Regions from separate parts of the Mus musculus genome. Here region 1 is linked to region 2. A link is a contact called in public promoter capture Hi-C data. All regions are on one chromosome and are shown on one strand. Each heading gives the region's core, a stretch centred on a gene start, on an enhancer-like site or on the middle of the called end of the contact. The rest is flanking DNA. Distances are from core to core; before and after follow the strand shown. Region 1 holds the start of Igsf5 (immunoglobulin superfamily, member 5). Region 2 holds the start of Sh3bgr (SH3-binding domain glutamic acid-rich protein).

Region 1 (6,402 bases), core at 1,485-3,984, 160 kb after region 2:
GAATTCTCAAGAGAGTTTACAACCACCCACAATTCCAGTCCAAGGGATCTGCCACCATCTTCCGGTCTCTGTGGGTGCTGCAGGCATGTAGTACACGTATGTCCTAGTTAAGATCTTTACTGCTGTGAGCTGACACCATGACCAAGGCAACTCTTATAAGGACAACATTTAATTGGGGCTGGCTTACAGGTTCAGAGGTTCAGTCCATAATCTTCAAGGCAGGAGCAGGGCAGCATCTAGGCAGGTATGGTGCAGGAGGAGCTGAGAGTTCTACATCTTCATCTGAAGGCTGCTAGGAGAAAACTGGTTTCCAGGCAGCTAGGATGAGGGTCTTAAAGCCCACGCCTACAGTACCACACCTACTCCAATAAGACCATACCTCCTAATAGTTGTCATTGTTCCTGGACCAAACCATAACAACATACAAACATCTAGGCAAACCCTCATACATATAGAATAAAATGCAAACTTTAAAAAAATTGGTATTTCTGGTGGCAGGATAGAGTTGAACATTGGCTCAATTATTTCATAATTTTTAAAAACAAAAACATCTCCAGTGGTCGTATAAATAAATTCCTTGGGGCTGGTGAGATGGCTCAGTGGGTAAGAGCACCGGACTGCTCTTCCGAAGGTCCGAAGTTTAAATCCCAGCAACCACATGGTGGCTTACAACCATCCGTAATGAGATCTGACTCCCTCTTCTGGAGTATCTGAGGATAGCTACAGTGTACTTACATGTAATAAATAAATAAATTCCTCAGGAGAAAAAATAAAGATAAAATGGCGGCTGTCTTGAAAGTCTGTAGTGAAACACGTGCTGAAGGTTTTATTTAATGCCTCAGTTAATGAGGGAACCGCCATGATGTTGGAGCAGAATCATCAAAGAGCTCAAAAAGAATGCTTGTTACTCACACTTTCATAGGCACACTCGTGTCCCAGAGCTGAGGGACGAAAGAGTTCCTTCTAAGAACTTAGACACCTCTGAGGTCCTTTCCCAGTCCCAAGCTTCTCATGGATTTCCCCCTGTGCCTTTGTATAGCTGAATATAAAAACCAAGCCTAGCCAGACCTTCTGGGACCTTCTGTGCTCACATCTGAGACCACCCCAGCTCTGCCCCTGCATTCAGGACCTTCTGACCTCTTTATGTCACAGGATCCCAGTCCTCCTGTCATTACAGGCTACCTGATGCACATTATTCCCTCTGCCCAAGGACTGACTGGCCGTTTCCTCAGTCCAGCTTTCTTTCCCTGACCACCTAGCATGCCCACATCCATCTGAGGCCAGTCCTGGTTTCCTGGGGCTTCCCAGTCCCCCGCAACCCCACCACTTTCCTTTAAAACCTCCCTGGCATCTGAATTGCTTCATGAATATGTGTTATGCAGATTTGAACTTTGTCAATTTAAAATAGCAAGGGCCAAAAATATCATGAAAAGTTTCTCTTTGTGCTCAAACGTAGAATTGACGCAAATCTCTCAAACGCACACAGTGCCTCAGGACAGCAGACCTTCAGACATGTTTGTAAAGATCCCTAGGTAGTGTTTTCTGGAATAGGAGCATCTCTGAGAGAGAGGGTCTCATGGGGGTTGGAAGGAGGAGGTCACGGTCCATGCTCAGTCTTCCAGGAAGGACTCCAGGCTGCAGTCCGTGTTCATTTCTCTGGGGGCTGGCAGGAGTGGGGTTCACAGTGCACACTTGGACTTCTAGGGGCTGGCAGGAGGGGACCTCTATCCAGGCTCCTTCCTCCTGGTGCTGCTGAGACGCCTGCGGGGAGGTGTTACAAACGCTCTGCAGGGAAATGAGATCCGCAGACAAAAGGATCTCTATCTAGTTGCAAAGGGAGGAAGGGATAGTTTATCCTGAGACAAATGTGCATGACGCCGGCCAGGGAAACCAGATTCAGTTTCCCTTGAAAGACGGGTTCCATGGTGGACTTTCAATCACAGAACAAAGAACAGTCATGAATCAGACGCGTTGTTGGGGACGTCGGGTAGGCGCTTTCCTGCGACACTGAAAAGTCCGAGTTACAGGTTTCAGGCCCTATCTGACAACATTCTTAGGTCTTAGTTTGGTGGAAGCAACGGTCGGCTAAGTTAATAATCCAAAAGTTTTCATTGATAAGCCAAAAGGATGCTACAGACACAGAGGTGGGTGATAAATGGCTACAAAGGCGACTATAGGTAGCCCAGGATAAGTTGGCACTACAACATTCCAACTCCCCACGATCAGGGATTTCTATTCAGCCAATCAATCTGCAGTCTTCATGCTTTTCCTCTAGGAACTTCAGCTCTCGCCCATGCGGGCTGGACTGTAAAGCCCAGCTCACTTATCTCGAAGGCTGTCCTGTTGGCTTGCAGGAGAGGGAACCGGTTCCACCAGGCCTTGGGCCTCTGCTAGAGGCAGGTGGATGGCCAGGCCAAGGTATTTTGGCACAGTCTTTGGGGCTGACTGAGCCGGTCAGACTCTGGCTGGTGGCGAAGGGCGATTGAACCAGGATATGGGCAGCCTTGACCCTTAAGGACTGGAAAAAGGCTCGGCGGAGGAAGAGTGGAGGCTCCGCCTCTGTTTCTTAGCCTGAGCCTGGACTTCCTGTGTTTGGACTGGGTAATGGTTAAGAAGGAAAGTCACCGCAGCTAGGGGCGCTTACACCTGTCTGCACCTCCTGGTTTATAGCCTGGGCACTGACTGGATAGGGCCACTTGGCAAGGAACTTCCTGTTCCTGGGTGAGGAGTGTCCAGTCAGAAGTGTTCCCGTGTTTCTATAGAGAGCAGCCAGAAGCCGGGAAGCCCTGTGTGAACGAGATACAGAGATTTACCTGCCTGAGGTAAGGGAGGCAACGCCACTGTGAGGCTCTCCTGTAAGGGGTGTTCGTTCGCCCGGTGGGTTTCTCCTCCGGGCTCTCTGGGTACTTGGTAGGCTCTCCACAAAAATACACAGTGTTTGCCTTTCAGCTTCCACTGGGTTGAAAATTAAACAGGAAGGGTGTTCTCAGGGTTTAAAAATCCCAGTAATTTGTGATGGAGTGCCCGTCTTGCACAGAGCTGTTCTGGGGTTATGCTAGGGCTCTGCTGGAATTCAGGGGAGGGTCTCAGGATCCAGACGTTGGGAAAGCGGTCTCCTCATTCCTTAGACAAACTTGTAAAGGCCCTCTCCCCTCATGGGGAGCACAATGTTCTATTGCCACTGGGTATTCTGAGAGGGCAGATTACGGGAGAGTGAGGAGTCGGGACCCTGGTGAGGGAAAAGACCCCAGGGAAGAGGGACACCACGGTGAGGAAGCAGTTCTGAACGCAGGTGCACGGAGTTTCGGGTTCCATAGTGTAGCGGAAACGCTGGGACTGGAGGAAGCCCCTTGCTCAGTGGAACTCCAGCCAAGCCTACTGTCCCCGAGAAGCCCTTGGTCCCTGCTCCCTGAAACAATATATTCAGACCCTTTGGAAGTCTCAGTATAAAATATTTTGAGTAGCTCAGAAACGAGGGGTTATGAGGCAGCAGATTCATGGTCTCTCTGTCAATCTACGGGGGAGACATGTCAGATTTTCTGAGTGTTTTTTTCCCCCTTGTCAGGCCAGTGAGGAGTGGGTAGGAGATTAGCACAACTTAATAAGACTTATATTTTTGGAACGATGACAGTTTTTCAACATAAAGTAGGTTATTCAAAGCTTTCCGAGGCAAAATGAATGAGAAGTTGAGTTTCAGGTTTGGGTCAACCCCCCACAGAGGTATTATTATCTAAGGATTTCTGACCTAGGCCCCCACTTAATTGAAGTTACATGTGTGACTTTTGTCTACACTGTAACTATCCCCCTTTTGACATTGTCAACCGTGGCAGCACAGTCTCTCAGAGGCTGTGTCCATATGTATCACCTTCTGTGGCAGTGGTCTCACTGCTGGCTTCTGGCTTCTGCTTCTGGCCTGGGACAACTGTGGGGCAGCTGGGACAGCTGATGATGTGAAGGTGTCAGGCAGAAAGCTCCCAAAGGGAGTTCTTCCTGGGTTAAGGAATGTGCCCTTTTGCTGTAGCCGTTCCAGCTCATCTATCAGTGTTGAAACATTTCCTCATGGCCTTTGCCCTCATGACCTTTGCCCATCCCTCACTGTAGTTTCGATAATGGTGAGTGGCTCTCCGTAAAATAGGCATCATTCAGGCTGGGAATGGCAGCACGCACTTGTAATCACAGCATTTGGGACATGAGGAGCAGGAGGGTGAGGAGCTTCAGGCAAGCCTCTGCTCCAAAGGGTCTTTCAGTCCAGCCTGGGCTACACAAGATCCTATCTCAAAACAAAACTGAAACAAAATAACCAAAACAAACACCACAACAAATGGAGTGTGGCTTTCAGAGGTGGGCAGCTCAATTTCCCTTCCTTTCCTGCTGACCCCGGCATTCCAGGTGACTGATGAAGCAATTTCCTTGCGGACCTGTGTTAATTGAGCTTGAAAATTAGCAAATGATTTATTTGCCACTTTGTGAGACTGGATCTGGGCTCAGGGTTCAGTCTCAGAAGGCTGTGACTTCAGCAGCATCGTGGTTGCCAGGAGACCCCATGGAGGAGGCATGCTCTCCAGTTCTGTTGAGTGCTTCAGGCCCACAGTGGGACCGTGTTCTAAAGTAGGGAATGTGCGTTGTTAGTGTTCAGTGTGCATGCTAAGGGTTGCAAGGCATCAGAGAGACAAATGGTGAAGCCTCACTGTCTTCCCTTTTCCTGAGCTGGGGTACCTGGGAATGAGTCTCAGGCTTGAGCATCACGAGGCTCAAGGCCAGGTCATGTCCCTCAGGGATTCTCTGAGGTGAGCTGCACCAGAGTTCCCAGGGGTCTGTGTAACCGCAGGGTCAGGCACAGTTTTCCTCTGTGATGGCCCCAAAATGCATACTCTGAGAGAGCACTGCTCTGCCTAGGACACGATGCCACAGAAGGATCCAGAGGGTGTGAGCTGCACAGTAGATCCTCTTGGCTCTAAACATCACTGTTCCCTTCTTCTTTTAGGTAAGGAAGATCATGCTGAGATGGAGGGCAGCTGGAGAGATGTCCTGGCTGTGCTGGTCATCCTGGCTCAGCTGACAGGTAGGTACAGTAGGTAGGCAGGCTGTTTACAAACTTCAGAAGCAAGGCAGGATGAGCAAATGATGCAGTAGGGCAGGCTAGAGATGGTCCTCCTCAGGCACTCCCTCCAGGTGGTCCTCCTTAGGTATTCCCTCCAGGTGGTCCTCCTCAGGCACTCCCTCCAGGTGGTCCTCCTCAGGTACTCCCTCCAGGTGGTCCTCCTCGGGTATTCCCTCCAGGTGGTCCTCTTCAGGTCACCCCTATAGGCAATCCTTTTCAGGTACTTTCCCCAACTTTCTGTTTCATGGCCACCTCCTCAGTAGCTCTCATTCCTGCCATTGTTACTCTGCCCTTGGGGACCTTCTGCCTCTGACCTCCACAAGGTCCCCTCAGGGCTTTCTCTAAGCTTATCCCATTAGGTCCATGAGGTTGTCACATGAATTGTTTCAGTTATTGTTATATTCTTCCCACTTGCTTCCCACCTCTTCAATCTCTGTATCTCTCAAGGAAAAGCTGGCTCAGGCGTTTCCTCTGTCTGGAAGCCTTCTTGACTCTTGTGATATCTAGGGTGGGTTCTCCAAGCCTCCCTAAGAGTATGGCAATTCTCTGAGCCTCACCATAGCTTGTCACTAGGAGTCCTTTAGGGCATCAGCTGGGGTGAACTCCAGTGGATCTAAGTAGACTGGGCTGAGCTGACTCTGGAGGTCTCAAAATCCCCAGAGTCTGTGCTCTCAGCTTGGGATTAATTAGGTCTTGACTGCTTGCCCACTGCCTCTGGCTTCTCATTTCTCTGTGTCTCCCATGATGGCAACTTGAAGGTCAGAACTGATACACAGACATTTGCAGGCCAAGGTACCCTGGACAAATTGTCACACACTGAATCATCCTTGTGTCTGGAGACAAGACACCCAGTGAAAAGCTCCGTCTGTCTCCCTCCTCCCCAAATGCCCACAGTTCCAGGAGCCGCATGGGCGGCCATGCTTGTTTGTACGTCAGGAGCTTGTGTGCTCCATTCTGGATCGGTGGACAATGAGCTTTAAAAGTCCGGCCGGGACAGTGTTAACTGAAGTATAACAGAGTGAAACTCAGTAGGAGACAGCGGTGTCCGGTGGGCAGGTTGGTGAAATTCCACCTCTGGGTGTATTTACCTGTGAAGCCTAGGTGCTCCTGGCTAAGAACTTCAGGGGTAAAGGCGCGAGGAGCCCTCTAACAGCACACAGTGAAAAGCAGCCTGCAGGGGCCCATTGGGCATTTCCCAGCAGAGTGGAGAGGAAAACCAGGCCAGGAAGTAGTTTAGGGACTGAGACAGAGGCTAACAGGCCACCTTAATCCATGTTTTAGGGACAATTGGAGGCTACAAA
Region 2 (6,505 bases), core at 2,733-5,232:
AGACTCACATTCTTGCTGAAGATATCTTACACTTCGTACATAGGAATCAATATTGGACTGACCAGAAGACTGGGCACTCTGCTTCTGGCTAGCTTTCATAGTTCTGGAAGGTGTGTGCAGGACGCTGCTGGGGAAAAAGATGCCAGTGGTCCATGATGCTACAGTATGGGTATGCCAGGCAAGATGGGCTCAGTGGCAGTAGTGGCAAGACTGTTTATGAGGTGACCTGGTCCTCCTGATGGGATTTGACACATGCTCCACAGGAACGAGTTCAGTGTGTGCTTAGAGAAGTCATGGGCCCCAGGGGAGAAATTACTGATAATGTCTCTCTAAACGATCATGTTGTCAATCTGCCTTCTAAATTATTTATGTTTGTTTCTATGGATTTATGCTGCCCAAAGTTAAATTTTGACTTGTGAATTAGTTGACTTTGAGATATATTCTAGGGAGTGTCCTTTCTCATCATGACACCTACCTGGGGACAGGGACCAGGCTCAGGATCTCTGAGACACTGGTGAAAAGAGCAGGTACCGGAGTCAAAGAGGTCTCATGCTGCTCCAGAGCACCAGCCTCTCTCCTCTGTGATGAATAACAGGGTAGGAGAGGGTCTGGTACCAGAAGGAAGTAAATGCTCACGGCCTTCGCCCCTAATGCCTGTGATCTGATTTCTCAGTATGTGCGTGCCTGTGTGTGTATTCATGGGTATACATGTATGTCAGGAGCCATAATGGGACAAGCTAATAACTAGCAGGTGATCATCCTGAAGTGGCCTGCCTCGGATTATTATATAATCTGCGACAGGTGGGCTCTCATTAAGCAAGGCTGTGAGGGACTCATTTTAGGAAAGATTCCTGCTATTAATATGCTTTTCCTGTCATTATTAAATATATATAACAACCACTAAGTAGAAGCACACCCCCTTTTGAAGTAGATCTCAGTAGATCCATGAAGATGTACTATCTTTTAGTGATGCTATGTAGACAAATACATGACTTAATGTGATCCTATAAGAATTCCTAAAATTATATCTGTGATTATTAAGCTCTTTTATAATGGAACTGCTATTAAGTCCTCTTCTGATAGTCAAAGCTTCAGTGAGAACTCTGCCAGTCTCCCAAGTGTCACCAGTCAATCCATGGTAACCAGACTTTCTCCTACTCAGAGCACATTCCAAGAGGTTGTAAAACAATTAACCAAAGGTCATTAAAAGACAACTAACGATTTATTATAGGTTCTAGGACAGAAGATAAAATACTGACTGAGTTTATCTATACAAAACTTCACTAATAACTTAGTTATGGTTTTTAACTCTCAGTGAACCTGTGGAGCTGAGACAGGTGATGGATGTTTAGCCAGATAATTACTCCTAATGGATATGCATGTAGACATTTGCCGTTGTAAACTTCTATTTCAATTTATGATTTGATTTTTTTTGTGTGTGAACTTGTGATGAACTTTGTAACATGTGATCATGTGTTCTGAAAGATGTTTAAGAGCTGAGGACAAAGAGAAGAGTCAGAACTGAGGGACTGGGGTGAGAGGAACGGAGGTGAGAAGAACTGAGCTGAGGAGAAGTTTTTAGACAGAACATTTTTTTAGATTAGAAGGAGAATGCAGAGTGGAGTAACTTAGAAATTATAGGTAACATAAAATACTAAGAGAGCAATGTGCAGAATGCAGAGGGAAAGAAGATGTTGCAGAGAGCAGAAGGAGCAAGCAGGCTTCTCCTTACCATGGGATCTGTTCTGACCCCATTGTAAGGACAAGACAGGTTTAGTCTTATTAAAAGAAATAAAGCTTTTTTTTTTCTTACACACATGGGTTTAATTCATTTAGCATTAAAAAGGTAGAAGTTTTTTTCTTTCTCTATGTAATAAAGATTGGAGTACAGTTTTCATCCAGAATGAGTGAGTTCTTTCTGCACCGGTGCTTGGTCGTTTGCTCCATATTCATATTTAAGTATGGATGTGTGTATGTGTGTATGTGTGTGTGTGTGTAGGTATATGTGATTGTGAGAATGTATGTAAGCTGGGCCCAGCTGGGTTTGAATGAAAATGAATAAATGAACATGAATGAAGCTGAATATGAATTTATGTGAGATTATACATATTTGCTTATGTAAAAGTTTTTCCTTCTGAGAGTGTTATTCTCTTCTCCTGGTTCAATAGAAGTTTATTGCTCCAAACATCCCCCTAGTCTGACAAGCAAGAGGCATCTGGACAATAGGGAGAAGGCTCCAGCAATTAATCCTTTACTTAATCACCTGCTGTTTTAGGATGAGGTTCTATGTGCTAGAGACGGAAGTTTCTGGCCTCAGAGGATCAGAGGCAGGTCAGCTACAACTGTAACTCAGACTTAGATAAGTAAACTTTTTATTATACAGCAACCTTTAATTTTTTGTAAGACAAAGCCTTACCCCAGAAACTCATAAGACAAAGTCTTACCCTCCACCTATGCTCTTCCCCCTCTGCTGCCTCAAGAAGAACCAACAAGAAAGAAGAAACAGCCCACAGCCTACGCTATGTGTGTTTATGTGTGTCTGTCTCTGTGTGTGAGTGTGTTTGTGTATTTTTTTCCTTCCGCCATATGTATATATGTGTGTGCATGTGTGTCTGAGTGTATGTGTGTGTATATATGTACATGGGTGTGTCTGTATGTCTTTGTGTATTTGTGTGTATGTCTGTATTTGTGTGTGTGAACATGTGTGTGTATATTCGTGCGTGTGCATATGTGTATTCATGTATATGTATGTATGTATATATATATATGTGTGTGTGTGTGTGTGTGTGTGTGCATGTGGCTGTGTGTATTAGTATGCCTGTGTTTTTACTGTGTGTATACATATGTATGTGTGTGCATGTGTCTGAGTGTATGTGTGTGTATTGTATTTGTGTGCATGTGTGTGTCTTTGTGTATTCATGTGTATATATGTGTGTGCATGTGATTGTGTATGTGTGTATTTGTGTGTGTGCATGTATGTATGTGCATATTTATGTGTATATGTGTGTGCATGTGTCTCTGTATGAGTGTGCATGTTTTTTTATTGTGTGCATATGTGTGCACACATGTGTGTTTATGTGTGTCTGTCTCTGTGTGTGAGTGTGTTTGTGTATTTTTTTCCTTCCGCCATAAAGTTCTAGGGTATATATGTGTGCATGTGTGTCTCTGTGTGTGTGTTGTGTGTATATGTGTGCACACATATGTGTGTCTGTGTGTCTGAGTGTGTATGTGTGATTTGCTTTTTTTCCTTTCACTATGAAGTTCTAGGGATGAAACTCAGGAAGGTGTTCGGGCTTGCAGGCCGTTATCCAGTGAGCCACCTCATGGGTCCTTGACCTTGCTTTGAAACCCATCAGCAGAGTCTGGGCTGCTAACATTTGGGCTTTTTTTTTTTTTTTTTTTTTTTACTAGTTTTGTACTCTGATTTTTTTTAAATGCAGTTCAAATCACCTGTATAAATAAGATGCTTTAGAGCTTGTTATAAACATCCCCATCTCCCAAAGCCTTTAAAATAGGGAGATTATTTCTAGATACAGTCATCGGCAGCCACCAGCTCTGAAGTGTCAGTGAAGTTTTACAGCACCCAACAGCTGGTGGAAGGAGAAAGCAGGAAACAGGCCACTCACAGAGGAATCTCCATCCTGTGACAGTTCGTTGGGTTTTTAAATAACCCTCTAGAAAACTTTAAATCAGGAAGCCGCGCTTCATTTAAGTGGCCAGTGCGGCTGTTTCAGTCTTCACAGTTCTGTGGTCTGTCCAAGGCCTGGTGAATCCAGCCTGGTTCTGGATAAGGTGACTTTTTCTGGGCTTTTCCCTAGGCTCTGGACAACTCGCTTCTTTTCCACACCCCACAGTTTCCAGAGCCCCGCCTCTTCTGCCCTAGGCACCTCTCCATGGGTCTGTGATTGGTGCGCTCCCGAGCTCTCAGCCTGGCCTTTTAGGGACTGTTGTTAGGCCTTTAAAGTGATAAGGGAAAGGGTCCAGTGGCTGCTTTTATCAGCCAATCGTTTTCCTGACATCCCAAACGGAGGGGGAAGCCCGGGATGCCTCCCCGTTGCTCTTTAGCCTCTTGGTTGGAGGGGAGGGCTGGGAGCAGAGGCTTGGATCACCGCCAGCCCTGACCTGGCACCTGCTCCCCCGGGCGTCACTGCGGGATTTGTCCAGCGACTTCCCTAGCAGGGGTGTGTTAGGGGGAGTCCTCTTTCCGACTGTCGAAATGGTTATCAAAGTGTTTGTTGCCACATCTTCTGGGTCCATAGCGGTAGGTGTCTGGGGCTCTGTGGGCTTTCTTCCTATGTGTTTTTCTGGATAACTCCTGGTTGGAGGCAGAAGGAGTGGGTATGCCCCGGCTTTTGGCCTTGAATGCTGTTTTTGTTTTTGTGTGGGAGTCAACTGCACACTGCGGTGAGCATGAGCGCCCTGCGCTTTTTTGCCTCTGTCTTCGTGATGTTGGAAAAAGTATGTGAGTGTGTAATCTGGCAGGTTGGCGTGAAAGGTGACTGGACGGGGGGAGTGTTTCATGCTCCTTTTAACCGGTGTTTTGTGCGCTGTTGGTAGTGCTGTGTAGTTTTAGCCATTTGGAATTTTTAGTGCTTTATCATTCATTCTGTAAGACGCAGGCTAAATCTTGGAGACAGATGACGGGTCAGGGAGAGATGAATCAGATCGTCCAAACGACCTCGGGGCACAATTACTCCTATATTTGAAATAGCTGGAAACATTAGAAGATAGTAGGTATGAGCTTATTATTTGTAGAAAATGATGTCACAATGACAGCAGCAAACCCATCTGAGGCCCACAGTTTTAAATGCTCTCCTATGTGAGGGCACCTAGAGTGTGAGCTAAAAGCCCAGCTCCATATGGCTTAGCTCGGATTGCTTGAGACCACCCACTCTCTGATTCCAGCCTGCATTTATGTAGACCCGCTGGTAGAAGAAATAAGAGCAATTTAGAGACTCAGTTCTAGGTCTAGGAATGAATTGTAGGAGACTGGCTTCAGGTGGACTCTAGTGTCTGTCTTGTGAAGGTTCTAGTCAGTACTTAGCAGAAATGAGGAAGGCTGTGGGAAGAAAACAGTCTATTAATTCCAAGAGTTAGAGACCAGAGAGGGGGCTGTTTCCTTTAATAGCTGTTCCGAAGGGTCTCAGGTTGCGGCTGGAATTCTGACAGTCACTCCGCAGAGATGTTTCCAGGCCCTGGCTAAGTACCAGCCCCAACCACAATTTGCTGAAGGCCACTACACCCAACCGCGGACAATCAGGAGGATCTTCAGAGAAGGCAGGCAGAAAATAAAAGAGTTTGGCAACCCCACCCACTCGTCCAGGATGGTTTCTGTGGTTCTATTTGTTGTGTAGTATGTAGACTAACTCAGACTTGGAAATTATGACATCATGTGGCCCTGAACTGATCGATGCCCTGGACTAGGAGAAAAAGAGGAGCACACAGCTCGAGTGGAGAATTCCAATCACAGAGATTGAGAACACAGAACTTCCGTGGCTGTTGATGGGTTTACATAAGGAGCACACCCATGTTTCTTCAGTGCTGGCTGGGTTCACACCTGGGGCCTCACCCTTGCTGTGTAAGCATGTTAACTTACCACTGTGCTGCATCCTGGGAGTTCGCGCTTGGGTCTTTTAGATTGGAAATAAATTTTCAAGGATAGGTGATCTGATGGGCTGGTTTTGAAGTGGGTTTCAAACATTAGTGCTCAGTGTTGAAAACTTTTCACAGTCACTTACTTACTTTTAGTTTTAGGTGCATGGATATTTTGCATACATATATGTTACTATATCACACATATGCCTGATGCACATAGAGGCCAGAAGAGGTGTCAGATCCCCTGGGACTGGAGTAACAGATGGTTGTGAGCCACCACTATGTGGGTGCTGGGAATTAAAACCAGGTCCTCTGCAAGAGCAGCCAGTACTCCTGAGCCACCTCTCCAGCCTAAGTCTTTTATCTGTTCTATATGGCTGTTTGTATTCTTCAGACAATGGAAATAAACCCACAGATTTCTTTGGTTTGTTTATTGTTTATTGTCCTGCATTTTTGAAGTCTGGGAGTTTGTTTTAGCCTTGGAGACTCTGGTGGGGGTGGGGTGGGGTGTCTCCCTTCACTCTGGACCTTGGAATTCAACCCTCTAGATGAATATTTCAGTGCCATTTGAAACTGTGTGACCTTGGAGGTGTTTGTCCTTTCTAAACCTCAATTTCCTTGTCTGTAAAATGAGGATAAGAATAGTGTTCACCTCATAGCTTGGTCATGAGGACTTCTGAGATACCACACTCGGGTGCCCATCACAGTGCCAGGGCCTGTCCAGGCACTGGAAAGTTCTGTGATTATTAATTATAGTCACTGGCAGCTGTTTGTTAATGTTAGTTGCCATTTTAATCTCTACTAGCCACCATGAATTAATTATTGATGATATGTATTAATGAGCATTTTTACTGTGGCGATTAGCAACTATTTTTTTAGTAGAACCAAGGCAATGGTCATTACATTTTGA

What was found. Capture Hi-C pulls out chosen DNA fragments and counts their contacts.
Region 1: a contact with region 2 is called in a promoter capture Hi-C map of adipose tissue. The contact joins the promoter of Igsf5 here to the promoter of Sh3bgr in region 2. A contact is called at or near these places in 13 of 39 promoter capture datasets (3T3-L1-derived adipocytes, Sertoli cells, cranial neural crest and 8 more), 5 of 15 datasets of contacts at CTCF or cohesin (the NIH/3T3 cell line, embryonic stem cells, pro-B cells and 1 more), 14 of 484 Hi-C or Micro-C datasets (the C2C12 cell line, Sertoli cells, bone marrow-derived macrophages and 7 more), 20 of 115 datasets of contacts at active chromatin or transcription factors (the SCID.adh cell line, Th17 cells, VIP interneurons and 12 more) and 4 of 9 other capture datasets (adipose tissue, liver, macrophages and 1 more).

What each region holds. Positions count from the first base shown.
Region 1 is chr16:96,359,023-96,365,424 of GRCm38.p6, forward strand. It overlaps Igsf5 (immunoglobulin superfamily, member 5), which reads left to right and starts at 2,735. Exons shown (of 9, transcript NM_001177887.1): 1 at 2,735-2,822; 2 at 4,985-5,062. The coding sequence starts at 5,005.
Region 2 is chr16:96,196,488-96,202,992 of GRCm38.p6, forward strand. Sh3bgr (SH3-binding domain glutamic acid-rich protein) reads left to right here and starts at 3,983. Exons shown (of 8, transcript NM_015825.2): 1 at 3,983-4,261. The coding sequence starts at 4,217.